Regions from separate parts of the Mus musculus genome. Here region 1 is linked to region 2. Evidence: chromatin contacts called from public promoter capture Hi-C data. All regions are on one chromosome and are shown on one strand. Each heading gives the region's core, a stretch centred on a gene start, on an enhancer-like site or on the middle of the called end of the contact. The rest is flanking DNA. Distances are from core to core; before and after follow the strand shown.

Evidence for each region. Promoter capture Hi-C pulls out the DNA fragments that hold promoters and counts their contacts.
Region 1: a contact with region 2 is called in a promoter capture Hi-C map of liver, with 2.4 times the contacts expected there. The contact joins two enhancer-like sites. A contact is called at or near these places in 2 of 39 promoter capture datasets (liver and stem cell-derived epiblast-like cells).

The regions. Positions count from the first base shown.
Region 1 is chr5:65,149,255-65,151,954 of GRCm38.p6, reverse strand. The region is part of intron 5 of Klhl5 (kelch-like 5); the gene reads right to left. Among named protein-coding and RNA genes, the nearest start is that of Klhl5, 19 kb to the right of the region's middle. Within about 2 kb of position 1,429, at least 17 of the 459 cell types and tissues checked have an H3K27ac peak or open chromatin away from gene starts, as enhancers often do. A contact at or near this core is called in liver, where this site is marked.
Region 2 is chr5:64,646,289-64,648,988 of GRCm38.p6, reverse strand. No RefSeq gene overlaps it. Among named protein-coding and RNA genes, the nearest start is that of Gm3716, 37 kb to the right of the region's middle. Within about 2 kb of position 1,373, at least 134 of the 459 cell types and tissues checked have an H3K27ac peak or open chromatin away from gene starts, as enhancers often do. A contact at or near this core is called in liver, where this site is marked.

The DNA of each region.
Region 1 (2,700 bases), core at 180-2,679, 500 kb before region 2:
GCACTCAAAAGCTAGCACAGCTGTGGCTGCCTGCACAAGACCTGCACAAGCTCAAGCGCCAGCCGGTCAGTACTCCAGCATGGACAGAGGGGCAGCCCAGGAGGCTCTCCCCTTAGCGGAGGGGCTTTAGGCAGGTGACAGCCACCGAGGGAGGCACAGTCAGTTTTCTACAGCTATGTGGAGCACAGTAGACACCCATGAAGCTCTTCTCTCTCTCTCTCTCTCTCTCTCTCTCTCTCTCTCTCTCTCTCTCTCTCTCTCTCTCTCTCTCTGTGTGTGTGTGCCTGAGTGGGGGTGGGGTGGGGTGTGAGCCCATGCCTGTGCCTATGTGTCCCTTGAGGAGAGGGAGGGAGTAGTCATCTAAATACATTGTATTCTATTCATATTGGAAGTTACCAAAGGTGGATGGGGGGGGGGGCAGCGGCAACAGAGTAAAAGTGTTACATAGTGCAACCTACTATTATCATTTTAAGAAAGGAAAACAGCTCAGAGCTCAGAGGCCAAGTAACTATTGACATTGTGCGGGGCACTGTAGCCAACTCAATCATATTTGCTCCTGCATTACTACTGCTCCCTTATCATGGACAGGGTCTTAAATCTGATGGGCCCTCAAGTCCGTGGTCTTTAGGGCCCATCTCACAGAGTTCTGAGATGAGGTCTAGTTATTATTTGTAATTCAAACCGTTCACAGGTGATGTCGATCCTACAATTCAAGAACCACTAGGCTAACCTACCAGAGTCCCCTCCTTGTCTGTCTTCTGTGTAGCACCTGATGACAATAACACTTCCTCCTCCTCAGACATGGGATGGAGTTGTAGTAAGTAACTCTCTCATCCTTTGGTAGGTTGCTAACGGCCACAGAACTTTACGTTTCCCACAGCCCATCCCTGGTACTTTTCCATTCTCCCTGGCCAGAATCATTCTTTTGCTTTGGGTTTCAACATGCTGGTAAGTTTTTCCATTTTTCCTCTTAATATCGTGAGGATTTAAGATTTAAGGTGCCAAGCAATTTTGGGAAAATGGTTCTCCATTCCCCTTCCCACACTACATGCTATCCCTCATACTGAATTCTTTGTCTCGAATGACTTCACCTTCTAACCACATTCCACACACAGGGTGACTCTGGGCCCTTCTAACCCAGTCATTCAGTTTCGTCAGTTTCTGGTCACTTCTCTCTGGCACTGCCTGAGTGTCTACTTCGCCTGGCTGAACACCTTTCTAATGGGTTTCTAGTGTTGACCCTGATTCTCCGCAGTGCACTTATAGTGTTCTCGCCAAACAGAGTTACATTATGCCATTCCTATGATAAACCCTTCCTCTACCCTCCTCGTTGCTTTTAGGATAAAGTGCAAACTCCTTGGCATGCTGAAAGGTTCTGGTTAACAATCTGGTTAAAGTCCTTCTCTAGCCTGATCGCCTAACTTTGCCCTCTTTATTTTTGAGCTCCAGTCGAGTAAGTGTTCTTTACCTTCCATAGTGTATGCTTCCCAGCAGTGTGCAATCTGGCCTCTTTCCTGGAACCCACCCTCCTCCCCCAGCCACCTCTGATGGCTAGTACAAGATGCAGATCACATGACATGTAAGGAGGGCCACTCTGGTTCTCTGCCAGTTGTTGTTGTTTTGATCTTTGGGTCCCTGGTTGTTTTCACATCTTGCTCCCTCTCCTAGCATGACCTCTGCTTAGCACTTTGTAACCTCACCTTGTTTGTATTGTTTCCCCTTAACCTATACTCTGTAGCTTTATACACAGTGTGTTTAAGGGACAGACGAGTCTGTGGAAAGGGCACAGAGCTGCACTTGGGTCCAAGTCCTAGCTCTGGCTCTCAGGAGCTCCATGTTAGTCAGCAGTAAAGGCAGGCAGAGCCACACTTGAGGGAGGACAGGGAAGCGAGCAGCTATCTGGTGGCTCTGAACATCTGCTTGTACTTGTATTGGCCCGATGCTTCGCTTGTACCCCAGGTGTTGGCCAAAATGACCTCCTGCCTTTCAAGTTTAAGGACTCAGGGAAGTGTCCTATCCCCAAGTTCACAGGAGCAGGAGTTTTAAAGGTTGGTGGGAAGCTTGCCACATCACAGTGCCCTTCAGACCGCAGAACTGAAATCATGTTTCCGTGCTATGTGGTTATATTTCAGGCTCTTTCCAACACCTAATAAGATTTTTCATATTTTACTTTCTTTCATCTAGAAAAGAATAAGCGAGAATATCTACTAGGAAGCAAGGAAATTTAAGTGCCCTCTTTAAATATGATTTCAAGAGAATTACTTTATTATGTTATTTTCCCCGACTTGCCATCCATTCATGCAGGTCCATTGTAAAGAGGGAGGCCTTGGCCTGAAGCCTTGGCAGTGACTCCTCTCTCTGCTAGATAGAGTGCAAACAGCAACGTCTACTCATGCTGGACAGCGATGATGCATTATCTGCAGAATTAATACAACAAGGCAACATTTGTGGCGCTTTAAATAATTGGAAAAAGAAAAAGAAAAAGAAAAGGAGGTCAGGCCTGAATCAGCAAGCGCTCTCACCTACTCTGCTTTCAAGGCCTCTTTCTCTATTCAGTGCCCGAGACAGGCAGAAGGAAAAAAAAAAAAAAACCTGCCGGGAAAGTCTCTCGATTCCAGTGAAAACTGTACAAAGGAGAAACTGTGCCCGCAAGTGAGGACGGACAACTCCGGATGCACTGTGAGGGGCGTCTCCACTCTG
Region 2 (2,700 bases), core at 124-2,623:
AAAAGCTTATAAATGGGACTATTGGGGGAAAAAAGTCATTTTCCAGTGGGGCTTGTGGCAGCTGTTCTACAAAAGGCCACAGAGCAGTTTCCTATGCTTCATAGAAGTCCAGAGCGGTGTGCAACATCTCCCTCACAGGCAAGTACGTTGCCAAATAGACCAGTCTTTCAATCCCCTAAAAACAATCTTGCTAAAGTCTAAGAAGATAAAAGAATAGCCAACCCCGTTCCCTCCCCGGGAGTGGCCGATAGCTAGATCTGACTTATTGTCCCGTCCTAGTGAAGCTGTCGCTTCCTGCCCTCATTGCTCCCTCCTGTCACCCTCTAGACAGCCTGGCTTCTGCAGGAGTGTCCACATTTACTGGAGAGCAGCAGGCACTTCCTGACTGGCTCTTTCCACACAAGGAACCTCTGTTTGCTTTGAGAGTACTGAACCTCTGAGTGTCCCGGCTAGTGAGCACAGAGCCCCCAGTGCTGGAACAGCTATTTTATGGACATATTTTTTTTTGAGCAATAAATTACAATATTGCCAGCCCGTTAAAAAGCAACACTGTTTACTGTATAATTTTTAAGAAAATATAATGTTTGTCAGGAATTCCTTTCAAGTAGTAGAGAATATACTATGGTATTTTTTTTCCTAAATATTATACGGTTCCCCTGGAGAGTGGTGGAGTAGTGTTAGGTAGGGGTCAGATATCTTACTTAGGAGGTTGTGTTTATTACACCTTTTGAATTCCTATGTGTACATCTGAGATACCAGTTGACTTGGATCCAATTTACAAAGAAAAAACAAAACAAAACAAAAAACAAACATACTAAAAAGTCACCATCTACTACAACATAACAAAAGAAAAAAAAAAACAAACAGAAAGAAAAAAAAAAAACCAGAGGAAAATGAATGTATCGGACTTGAAGGTTGCTAAATGGAATGTGGTTAGTTTGTGGCTAGCCTCAGTCAGCTTAAACAGATTCAAATCCAAGCCTTGAATCGGCTTTAGCCGGCCAGAGGTCAAATTGGGGTCTTTTGTTAGAGACCGTTCTGAGTAGCTGGAGGGCATGGGAGGTGGAAGAAGGCAAGGGTGACCGGATTGGAGGTTGCTATTGTCACAGTTTCAGAGTCTCCCTCCCGCAGCCCCCCACCCCCACTCCGGTTTTATTTTTATATTATTTTACTTTGTTCGCTGTTGTTGAATAGAAAGCTGAGCGAGACTGAGAGGAGAAGAAAGGGGAGGAGGGGGAGGGAGGGAGGGAGGGAGGGAGAGAGAGAGGGAGGAGCTAGAAGGTAGACGGCAGATGCAACCATTAGGCTGGCTGGCCCTCGCTGCCCTACCCCCCACCTCACTAACCCGTGGCCTCCACTCTGACCCACAGACAGAATACAAATGAGCGCTTCTCCGGGACAGGACACTAACTGGCAGTGGCCGGCTAGAGCTCAGGACATTTTCTAAGCAATTCACTAATCAGAAGTGACTGGGGCTCTGAAGAGAATACAGGCCAGCCTCGGTTCCGCCCTCCATGCTAATGATGAAGGCAGTCAAGTGGATAGTTAAGGGCAGCGAGGTGAATAATTCTAAACCGATCGTTGAAAGGTAATGAAATGCACTAGCGAGTTTGGGGGCAACAGATTTTTGTAGCAGGCATGGCTGTTTTCTGACGAGCCGGGTTTGCCTGAGTTTGCCTCTTCTGAGCATCGGAACCCTGACTTTAGGACGAATCGGTTTGGGAAAGGCTTGGGTGGCAGACAGGAGGGGATCTGGGATTAAGAATTCATGCAGCCTTGAAAACTCGCATAACTCCCAGAGGAAGGCACCTGTGACAAAAGAATTCATTGAAAACTGACAAAGCCTGCAAAACAAATGGAGAAAAGAAACAGAACTCATCACTTACCAAGATTATATATGTGAAAATCTATCATTTTGAAGACTAATAGTCATCTGGGTGTGGGAGCTACATGTAGACTTCATTTATTCTCTTTTCTTCTAATTTGAATTATACACAGACTCAAGTTGCCACCTCCCACCCCCACCCCCACCCCCAACACACACACTGTTTATGTAGTCCTGGGGACTGAACCCAGGATTTTGTGCAGGCCAGGCAAGCAGTCTACAGACTGGGTGACATCCCCAGCCCTTTTTATAATGAAAAACACAAAGATGCTAAAAAAGAAATTGGTGTGATGCAATTCTTACCCAGAATGTACAGATGCGAATTGACCTAATGCTAACCACTCGACTGACTTGGGCCAGCAGGGAATCTGCGCAGGTGACCCTTTGCTGCAGATGTTAGAAGTCCTAGCAGCCCCCTCTGATGCAAAGGTTTTCTTTATGAAACTCTCACTATAAGTGAATCGCCTTGGTTTTCCTTTCCTTAAAGTTTAAGAGATAACATCAGAGACAGATTTGGGTTTCTGTGTTCTCCTAAAGGCACTATCAGCTTCTACTTGTATTAATCTGTTTTGTTTTGCTATAATAAAATACTCAACACTGGGTAACCACACACACACACACACACATATACATATACATATATAGTTTCAAGGGCATGGTACTGACATCTGCTTGAACCCATAAGATAAGGATACGGTGAATGGTGTATGAGCATGTGCATATGTGTGTGTGTGTGTGTGTGTGTGTGTGTGTGAGAGAGAGAGAGAGAGAGAGAGAGAGAGAGAGAGAGAGAGAGAGAGAGAGGGAGAGGAAGA